Regions from separate parts of the Gossypium hirsutum genome. Here region 1 is linked to region 2. A link is a contact called in public Hi-C data. All regions are on one chromosome and are shown on one strand. The core of a region is the stretch at or near the end of the contact, and the rest is flanking DNA. Distances in the headings are between cores, read along the strand shown.

What was found. A called contact is a pair of places that touch in the nucleus more often than the background predicts.
Region 1: a Hi-C map of leaf shows a contact between it and region 2, with 1.6 times the contacts expected there. The contact joins the promoter of LOC107945515 here to the promoter of LOC107945513 in region 2. A contact is called at or near these places in 12 of 34 Hi-C or Micro-C datasets (anther, callus, fibers and 3 more).

What each region holds. Positions count from the first base shown.
Region 1 is chrD12:34,740,215-34,745,617 of Gossypium_hirsutum_v2.1, reverse strand. LOC107945515 (protein HEAT INTOLERANT 4) reads left to right here and starts at 1,548. Exons shown (of 16, transcript XR_005921527.1): 1 at 1,548-2,066; 2 at 2,455-2,493; 3 at 2,603-2,656; 4 at 2,792-2,855; 5 at 3,179-3,237; 6 at 3,919-4,043; 7 at 4,242-4,301; 8 at 4,520-4,567; 9 at 4,895-4,953; 10 at 5,069-5,148.
Region 2 is chrD12:34,585,846-34,591,270 of Gossypium_hirsutum_v2.1, reverse strand. It overlaps LOC107945513, which reads right to left and starts at 4,166. Exons shown (of 3, transcript XM_016879552.2): 1 at 3,780-4,166; 2 at 2,779-3,024; 3 at 1-121. The coding sequence starts at 3,797. The coding sequence ends at 74.

The DNA of each region.
Region 1 (5,403 bases), core at 299-2,798, 160 kb before region 2:
TATGTATCATCATTAAGAAGAACACTAATCTTCTTTGTAGAGAATAACCTATTGTCAACGACTCCATCAGGTGCACTACATGCCATTGCAACAAGAGAGAAAAAAAAAACTGCACAGCGAACAAACTTAACCAAACGGAACCAGGATCGGACCTAAAGCTGATACCATGTTAAACTATAACAAGAGCAAAGAAACAAGAAGCTGAGAAGAATAATATTTTTCATATCGTAAACATGCAGACGTTTGCATGCTTTTATACACAGATGAAGGCAAAAATTGACGTAACCAAATAACTGCTGATTAACTATTATCAGCTTAACAAACTAACTGCTTTTGCAGTTACAAGCAGTTACAAACTAACAGCAGTATTACTCTTAACAAATACCACCTCAAGCGTGCTCAGGACAGGGTGAAGCAAATGGCTAATAGACATCGCAGTGACCGTGAGTTCCAAGTGGGAGACTTGGTGTTTCTTAGGCTGCAACCCTACAGACATACCTCAGTTCGAAAGGTCCTCAATCAGAAGTTGGCTCACCGATTTTTTAGGCCTTTCCCGGTGTTGGCCAAGGCTGGATCAGTGGCCTACAGACTTCAGTTACCACCAGGATCACGCATTCATTCAACTTTCCATGTGTCCCAATTGAAGAAACATATAGGCAGTCACACTGTCCAGGCTACCTTACCCTTAATCAGTCCTGATGGAGCTTTGGCAAAAGATTCTGTCCGTAATAAGAATGTAAAGGGCTACGGTTATGAAAAGTTTTGAACTGTTTTCTCCTTCTCTGCAATTCTCTCGTGCTCTCCTCTCTGCTTCTTCTTTTTTTTCTCTCTTCTCTCTCGTGCTTCGGTTATTTGGTTGGTAACATATTATTCTCTTACACTCACGTAATTTCAGAAACCATAAATACAATACTTACTATACATATTTTATATTATTATTTATTGAAAAAAGATGTAGCTTTTAAGTTTTATTATTTTAACATTTCAATTTTCAAGTTTTATGACTTACTTTTCCAGATTTTGTGACCTCTTCACTTCATGGCTTCAGTCTTAGTTGTTCATCTTCTCTTGTTTCTTTTATCTCTTTTTGCTTTCAAATTTTCATAAGCTTTTCAGTTAACCTTTCATTTTCATATCCTTTTCATTTCCTTTTAACCTTTCTTGTTTATAGTTCTACCTTTCAAACCATTTTCAAAAGTTCAAAATAAAGTAAACGAAACTTTGTCGGCGGTGGTGCAGCTTGAGATGGTGGCCGGCCAAAGCATAGAGATGAAGCAGATGGTGAAGGGACAAAGGCATTTTGCCTTTTTTTATTCGCTTGGATCTGTTTTTTGGGCTAGGAATAGTCATTGGACCGGTTCCAACTATTAAGATAAAATGGATTTTTTAAAGGTTTGAACCGGAATAATTTAAACCTAAACACAAAATCAGTTAAGTCGATTTCATCCGGTTTAAAAGGGTTATTCCCCGGTTGGCGGTTCAAATGGTTATCACTGAAGGCAGTTTAATTTACCAGGATAAATTGCTGACTCACAGTATTTTTAGCCAAAATCTATACACTAGAACTAGAATTTGTATTCCCGTCTTGCCCGGCCCTTGATCAAATCCTTTTGAAAACAAATTCAATCAACCCCTTCAATTTTAATTACCTCCGCTCCGCCTTTCCCCATCCCAAAAGAAGGACAAAAAAGACCCCTCAAATTTTGGTAGATCAATACCGCGTTGGATTAACGCTCAAAAAAGAAAAAGAAACAAAGAAAAAAGAAACCAAAAAACAATAATCCAGAAGGCGCCTTGTTCTTCTCCATATATTAAACACTTACACGAATCTGCTTTGCCATTGCCATTGCCTTTGTTGTTTTTTGTTGTTGTATTTGGACATTAATCAAATGAGGAAGGGCGGTAAGAGAAAATCCACCTCTCAGAAACAAGAGACCGAAGTAAAAGCTTCGTCTTCTTCGCAAGAGAATCAGAAGGAGAACCATAAACTTGCTTCCCAAGCTAAGCGTGCTAAGACCTCCAAGCCTCAACCCCAGCTTGAGTACTTTGAAGATAAGCGTAACTTGGTATAAAATTTTCTTTCATTTGAGTCCAGGTTTTGAATTTGTTTGTTTACGATTCTAATTTTTTCTAAATAGGATTGCCTTTAGGGTTGTTTCTTTTATGAGTTCACTGTTTTCGTTTATATAATATCTGAACAATTACTAGGTTAAGAGACTTAGGTTATCTGTTGACTTTTCAAATTTGAATTCTGAACTGTTAGTTTTGGATAACATCGAAGTTACAAATTTAAGTTGTGTTGCGATTGCCTTCTTATGTGAAGATTAGAGTTGAAATGGATACAAATTTTTAGCTTAAATAATTGTTTTTTGAGATGATTAGTGAGGAAAGTCGTGCTTTATCGTTGATGTTTTGGATCCATTTCGATGAAAATTGTCCATTTGCATTGTGTAGGAGGATTTATGGAAAGCTGCATTTCCTGTTGGAACAGAGGTTGGAATTTTGAGTTTGTCATGCTTGATTTTTTTGGTTTTGGTTAGTCTGATTTTGATGGATTCAAGTTCTGTTGCTTACATTTCGTTTTTCTTTTGTTGTGTGGCAGTGGGATCAATTGGACAGTGTTTACCAATTCAACTGGAACTTTTTAAATCTAGAAGTCAGTTGAAAAACTTCTTTCTTTTTTTCTCTCTGGTCTCATCTTTAGTTGCTAGCTTGCTGCTTTTGTTTTCCCCAAGTATCGTGCAAATTTGGTTCAGAGCTAACATGTTTTTACTGTTCTGTTTCAGGTCAGGAGGCATTTGAAGAGGGGGGGAGGCTATATGGGAAGAAAGTTTATCTCTTCGGTTGCACAGAGCGTAAGTAGTTCACTACTTTGGTCCTAGTATTTTGCACCTTTATATGGACAATTTTCATTTTCCCTAAGGGGAAATGGGTTTTTTATGCCATTGGTTGCATTATATTTTTCTGTTATTTACTTTTTATTGTCTTTGAAAAGAAAGAAAGAAAGCGTGTGTGTTGTTATCTGATTTATGCTAAGCTCCCGTTAAGTTCTATTTTTGGAAAAAATGAAGTTTCAATTTCTTCTGACTTGGAATAATGAAGTTTCAATTCCTTCTAACTTGTCCTTGTTTCCCATCCATTACACTTCATTAATTTTAGTGTTTTTCTGTTTGTGTAGCTCAATTGGTTCCTTACAAGGGAGAAAACAAAGTCATTTGTATACCTGTGGTTGTGGCTGTAAGTTGTCTAACATGGTTGTGAAGGGCTTAATGTTTTTCATGTTAAGTTGCTTCTTCTTTATCTTGGGATGAATGGATAAAGTGATTACAGGCATCTTTTATGCTTAAGGCTTACTCAGTAGTATCTATATGTAGCTTTGAAGTTATATATTCACTTTGCTCATTCCATTTTAACATTTTCCTTTGATGAATCTGCGCGGCTGTTCTTTTGAGGTGCACTTATCAAGCTTAGAACTCACAACTTCAGGCTTTTGCCTCTGGATAAATGGTTTCTTCCCTTCACCTCTAAAGGTGTGGGCATGATGTTAGACATTTGGCTTTTGATGACCATCTCACGATACATGTTATGGAATGATATTGAACTGTTTTCCATAGATACTTTTCTCAATGCAAAGAGCCATTTCGATCTGTTATATTTTTCTTTTGATGGAAGGGTTAAATTGGATCATATTAGCAACAGTCTAGAATGTTGAGTTAAAATATTCCTTCAATTTAGTTTTCTTTTATAATCCATAAGCAAGAAGCTTTGTTGTCTTGGCAGTGGTTTGTTATTTTCTGTGTTTGCAATGTCATATTATTTATGGTTTATGAGATTAATTTGTTTGAAACAGTTCTTTTCACTATGATCTAGTTGTATTTTCTTATTGATTAATCTTTGACCTTTGGTGGTCTTTTTCAGGTTGTCTCTCCTTTCCCACCTTCAGATAAGATCGGTATTAACTCAGTGCAGAGAGAAGCTGAAGAGATTGTTCCAATGAAACAAATGAAAATGGACTGGGTTCCATATATTCCACTTGAGAATAGGTACTCAGTATTTATCCATTTTTCCCTTTTTGATCAGATTTAAAGCTAATATTGAAAGGAATCATTTAATTTAATTCATCTATATAATTGCCCAAGTCGAAAAATGAAATATCATCTACTTTTTGTTTTATTACTTTTGGGATTGAATTGATCTAAAGCCAACGTTTGATGTGATTGTACATTTTGATTCCGCTACAGAGACAGCCAAGTTGATAGGCTGCAATCTCAAATGTTCATCTTAAGTTGCACTCAAAGAAGGTTCAGTTGTGCAAACTGACACTGATAATCCTCATTAATGATTTTTTTCGCCTTATGCATGAGATGTCAACTAGAGCCAATTGATCACTGTGTCTTTATTTCAACTGATTTAGTTTCAGATTGTCAACTTAGGTCACATATGCTTCTCTTGGTTCTCTCTGGAAAAATTGCTATATTAAGTTTGACTTGTATATTGTATATTGTATACTTTGTATCAGACCTACCAAAACTGCACCTCCTTCCCCCGGGCTAAGCATTGGAATAAGGTTCGCTTTTTCTGTGAATTGTCAATGATTTCTAATCAGCTTGTTGTTGTGGCAATGTGTACACAGTTCACCAAATGAAATGCTGATGCTTGTTGAAAATAACAATATAGAACTTCTGGTCATCCACTTAGGCTTTGGCTCTTTCTGATCAATATTTATTCCATGTTTTGGACCTTTCCGTGTTGTATGGGTTTTGATGTTATTTTGAGCAGCCGTATGGGGATTTTTTTTTATTATATCATCTCTGCTTGAACGTGGAGTATATGTGTGTTTCAAATGCATGCATGTATTTCGGCTAACTTTCTGTATCTGAAATTTCTTCTGCAGGGTTGCTTTAAAACAAATGAAAATAGACCGTCTCAAGAAATATGAGTATTGTCTGCCTTGTAAGTTCTCTAGATATCTCTGCAACTTATATTCTGTAAAATATGAAAAATATCAGTGTAGAAAAAGGTAAAGAAAACCCTTATCGCTGTATTGTTTGGTATGCCCTATTGACAGATTTTTATCAGCCTTTGAAGGAAGATGAGCTTGAACAAAGCACCGAGGTTCAAATAATTTTTCCAGCGGCACAAAAGCCAGTAAGGTTTTTTTATTTCTGAAAGTTAATTTTGGCTGGTACTAGATTAATTTTGACTGGTACTAGACTTTCTGGATATTAATGGGTGGACGGAGTTGACTTTAGGGTTTGAGTTAGTCATGCTTTGATATATGAACTCTTACATTCAGTGTTGATGGAGTCTTTGTTTTAAGGTTCAAGGCACAAACAAAGGCAGTCTCATGAGTAAGAATCTAATCACTAAAAGGATTAGTAACATGCACACGTTTGAATTTGT
Region 2 (5,425 bases), core at 2,917-5,416:
ATGCAGGAGGCAAACCAAATACATAGGATCAAACACAAAAACAGAGAAGGGAAGGAGAGATTGCTCATCAGATTCAGGCTTTGATGCAGCAGTTGAAGTAGCTAAAGATACCTCTCTTCGACTGTCAACAAAATCAAAATGCAATGTGGTCATTAACTGAAAAGGTGAATATTTTATCTACTTTTAATAAACATATTTTATATACTATGGATAAATAATAATATGATAATATCAACTTTGAATATAATAATAAATAATAAATTTATAAATAAATATTAATAATTTTATTTAAACATAATTAATTATAAATAAATATAAAGCTAAATATTAATATTGATATAAATAAGAAACAGAGCACAAGTTGCCAAACTTGATGTTTTGTTTTTCCTTGTATAAAATATTTCCAACAGCGAATGATCCAAAGTGCCCACTGCCATTCAACATAAATTGGATGGAGAAAACAACACTGGCACTTACGTGTGACCTAGGGAAGGTGTAACATGGATAACATATCCAGCGTACAATTCAATGAAATAAGTAGTTCAAACTTTTTGTGTTGATATTTGAAGGAGTCATTCACTTAAATTATAAATATATCATAACAAAAGGTACTTTTGTCTCATAAAAAACAAAGATATGATATATTTGATTTTCACTAATATATTGTACCATAAATGTTAAATTAGATTTTGATTTATAAGTGTAGGCAGCACTTTTCCCTATCTATTGGCACACATCTCCATGATGCATTCATAAGATAAACCATTAAAGACATATTGTAAACATACGAGGTGAATTGAGTTTGAACGTTAATGGTGTCATGTTTTTCCAAAATCATTGAGAGGTACCAGATCTCATCTCGGAGTTATATACATTTATCATTAAATAAAATATCAATTTCTTGGTAAAAAGATTCTAAATCTTCATCTGTCTGTCATCAGAACCACATATTCCTAAACACCCTGCTCATCACAAATTTGTCATTTCTCAATCTCACCAAACTATGCTATTTTTAGTCTAATTTGTTTTCATCTCTCAATTTAAAAATATATAAAAACTTACACTTTCAAATTGTCTCATATCATTAAATGGAAATTATAAAAAGTTAAAAATATTTCCAAGTGATAAGTGAGTATAATATCATAATATCACATTAGAATTTAAATTAATGGAATAAAATAGATTTAATTGTCAAATTAAAACTACTCTAACTCAAAAAAAGAACATTCTTATCATTTTATTGACCAGAAGGAGGGATTAAGAGTTAAGGTTAATCAATCTATCTTAATAAGTGGTCTAATCTTTTAAAAATTTTAAAGTGATTTAATAAATTATCTAAATTTAAAAATTAAGAAAAAAGGAAAACTTAATATAACTTTTTTTATATAAAGTAAATCATTATCCCTTTTTATTAAAGGTCCAAGCTATATGCTAAAGATTATTGGTTACCCACTTTGCTAGCATAACATCAAAGAAAAGATTAAATGATCCAACTAAGCCACTTCCCCCACCACCCTAGCACATGCATATGCCACTCAACATAGCTTTATATTCTTCTTTCGTATGGCATTGTCCCCCCTATTTAAAGCTACCTACCAAAACTAGAAAAAGCTATGTTTTGAGATATTTTATAAGGGAAATGTTACGAATTATATTTTATTATTATAAAATAAGTAAAGAATGCATTTTTCTTTGAAAAAAAAATCTAAATTAATTTTAGAAAATCCGAATAATTCAATGGGTAAATTACATTACAGGTCATTCAATTATGAATTTATTTTTTTATCACTCAACTATAAATTTTATTAAATTGGTCACTTAATTAATCAAGTTTGTGTTTTTTAGTCATATTTCGTTAAATGTAGTAAACTATTAACAGGAGAGTGAGGTTGCAATTTAAAAATTAATATAATAATAAATTTAGCCTTAACTTTTACATATTATGTCAGTTTAATTATAGTTTTGAAAAATTAACTCCCAATATTTACATATTATTTTATTTTTATCTTAATTTTAAAAAAATTAAATAAACATATAAAAATGTATAAATATTATTTAAAAATATATAATAAAATAAATAGTAAAAAAAATTGGGTTTCTCTTTCGGGGAGTAACAAGTTATTATCTTCATCATCTTCGGTTCTTAGTTACATTTGTCTAGTGCTTTAATATAGCCCTCCTTACTGGACCAAAAAGGGGAAAAAGCATGTTTTTTCTTCATTGAAGAGTTTTAAGTCTGCAATGAAGTTTTTTCAAATTTGGAATGACACTTCCAAACATCTGTTCCCTATTTAGCAAAATTAACTACAAAAGATCCTGCAAAACGATCCATCGATTTCGGTGAAATCAACCCTAGATTGCAAAACTACCCAAAATCCATTGAAGCCAACTGAAATTGATTTGAAACCCAAATTCCATCTAAGACCCATCAACGTTGGAAACCCCAAAATCATATTAAAACACAAAAGAAGAAAATCCATGAAACCCCTCAAGATAATGACTTTTATTACTCCCACAAAAGAGCAGCCCAATTTTTATTAATTCTTATTTTATATTATATATTTTTCGATTTTTTAATTAAGATTAAATTGAGAAAAGAGTTAATTTTTTAAAATTATAATTAACTTAATATAATATATAAAATTAGAATTAAATTTATTATTATATCGATTTTTAAGCTGCGACTAATTTACCCTAACTCAATTTATAACATGAAAACTCATCAACTTAAACATTTTTAATCTGATCTATTATTTTGAAAATGAAATCTATACTTACGGTTGGAGAGTGATGAGTGGGAGGGTAATGGTGGTGATCATCTGTAGTAGGGGCAGTGGTAACAGTGGTGGCGGTTGGGTTAATAAACTCTTCTTCATTCCCAAGACTGGCTCTTGAAACTTCCCTCTTGTTTTGCATCCTCATTTCCCTAATCTTTGAGAAGTCAAGTGAGTAATCTGGCAGCTGCCCTTGCCCTTTCTGCTGCCAGTCCCCAAATTGTGGCACTGATAGCCATGCTCCATTTTTCTATTTCAAGTTTCACAACCAAATCAATACCTTAATTAACTCTACCTCCATGCTTTTAACTTCAGCATTGTTTGATCACAATCACTAGTATTTAAGAAAACCAAATTTGTTGGTAGTTCAAAACAATGAAATCCCAATTCCCACATTCGCAATCTGCTGCTCCATTTTATTCAACAGTTCTGAAATTTTATTAACAAAAACACCATAACTGCTCAAAGCCTCTCTTTCACCATTGGCTCAAAAGAAAAAGGTGGCATAGAAAGCAGATATGGAGATTCAAAAAAGCTGCAATTAAAAAGTAATCCCAATGCTGAAAGTCTGAAGTCTGAACCAAGTTTTCAGCTCTAACAAAAAAGTGTTGATTGCGTTTCAAAAGTCAAAAGGATATTTATTTTAAAAGCTGTGAATTAAAATTTCAGTGGCAGAGAATTCATCACACTGCCGGATAGCATTAGCCAATAGGCACAAATCTCTAGACACAGTAAGAAAATCAACCAAAGCTGAAGGATTAAATTTTAAAAACTAGAAGAGTATAGGGACTAAAAGCTTATTTAGACTAAATAAAGCACTTATACCATAATCTTTTTTTTCAACTCTACGATTATCGATTTTTTCATGGAACTAAGGTAAAGAATATACATACACAGTAAGATAAACATGTAGTTTAGCTTCAACCCTGAGCTCAATTTCCTTTCTTTTTTCTCAACAATATAAAACGGAGGCTAAAACCCCCAAAAAAGAAAAAAAAAACTCACCTCCTTACGATCTTCCATGCTTGACACCAAAAAGAAAAAAGAACAAAGGTGATTTTGCCGAAGTTTTAAAAGTTAGAGTTTGAGAGGAGAAAACTGTGGGGATTGAGGGAGCTCTCACAGCAAAACTGATAGAAAGCCACCGAATTGGAATTCTGTATGGAAAACACTAACCAGCACGTAATGAGATCAATCAGTCTCTGCTTTTATATATTTTTATATGCGTTTCTCGATGATAGACTTAACTTTTTATTGAAATTACATGGAATACCACTCTTTCGACAAGCTTTACGTTTACCATCGAAGTTTTTTATGCTTTGTTGCTCACTCGTTTTTCTTATGTTTTCCTTGTTTTGCTACATTCTTAAATGAATAGAAGGAAAGATTCCAATATCTCTTTTAGATGTTTGTTATGTCAGTTCGCCATCAATACACGTGCCAACATGATAGATGGTGCTGATCTCTTTTGACTTCACTTAGGACAATGTCTTGGGTGATCGCTCGTCCTATCTATAGGAATGATGTCTTTTCATTGTCGGAATCACCCGCTAGACAAGCCCTCCCACTCTCTAATGGTGAGATAAGCACCCACGAATATAGCAACCTCAAGTCAATGAAGGGTTCACTTGATCATAATAACCTTGTACTGATTGAATAAAGAATAGGATAGGCCCCACCATGAATACCATTCACGATCATAAATATCCTTTACGCATTTTGTGGGACTGAGTATTTATCTTGCCACGTTACACTAGTAGACAAGAGAACCTCTCTTATACCTTTCTAACGTTAAAGAAGGGATTGATTTTTCTAGCCCTAAAGTTACTTTGCCCAAATATTCTCTCTCTTTCCAAACAATCAGCTTTTCCTCTTATTCCTTTCCGGCTCTTTGCCTTTTTTGGTGAACCGACCTCTACAGAACCACCACTTACTCCTCCTTATCTCTTTATCCTCCCTTTTTGTACCTTGTATCAACAATTGGTGCAGTGGGTGTGGACCGTACGATGCCTACGTCTCAGAATGATGCTACTCACAACCCCATAAAGCCCACCAAGTCCAGCAACCCTACCAACTCCTCTGCTCAAGCAATCGGTGGCAACCTCATTAACAACGAGCTCCCTTCAAGTCAAAACCATCCTTCTAGCACTCAAACAACAAACTAATCAAATCTTAGCCCTCTTGAAGCTTTTTACCCAATTATGGCCCCCATTAATGCTTCTCTCTTTGTTCCCCTGGTTGACACTGGCATTGCCATCCCACCAATTGCCTTAGGTACCCAACCTCTTTCTAGAACCCCTCTTCAAGATCATAAGGACTAACTCTTGCAATAGATTCTCTCCCATCTAGTGACTCCTCCCTCTTAACCACTACCACTGCCACCCATATCGATCGATGTCCTAACAACAACAAGCCTCTAGCCCTCAACACCAAGCCAAAGAGATGCAGGAGAAGATGCATCTCATAGAAGAATGGCTTCTGGCCCAACAACGTCAGTTTCAAGAGCAACAAGAGTGCCAATGCCTATTAAATTTGAAGAATGCTCATAACGAGCAACTAATTGCAGAACTACGAGTGTCCAAAGATGTTTCCAAGGATACCAATTTGCCTCATCCTCTCCATCTGGAAGGTTCAACTCAGTCAATTGTTTG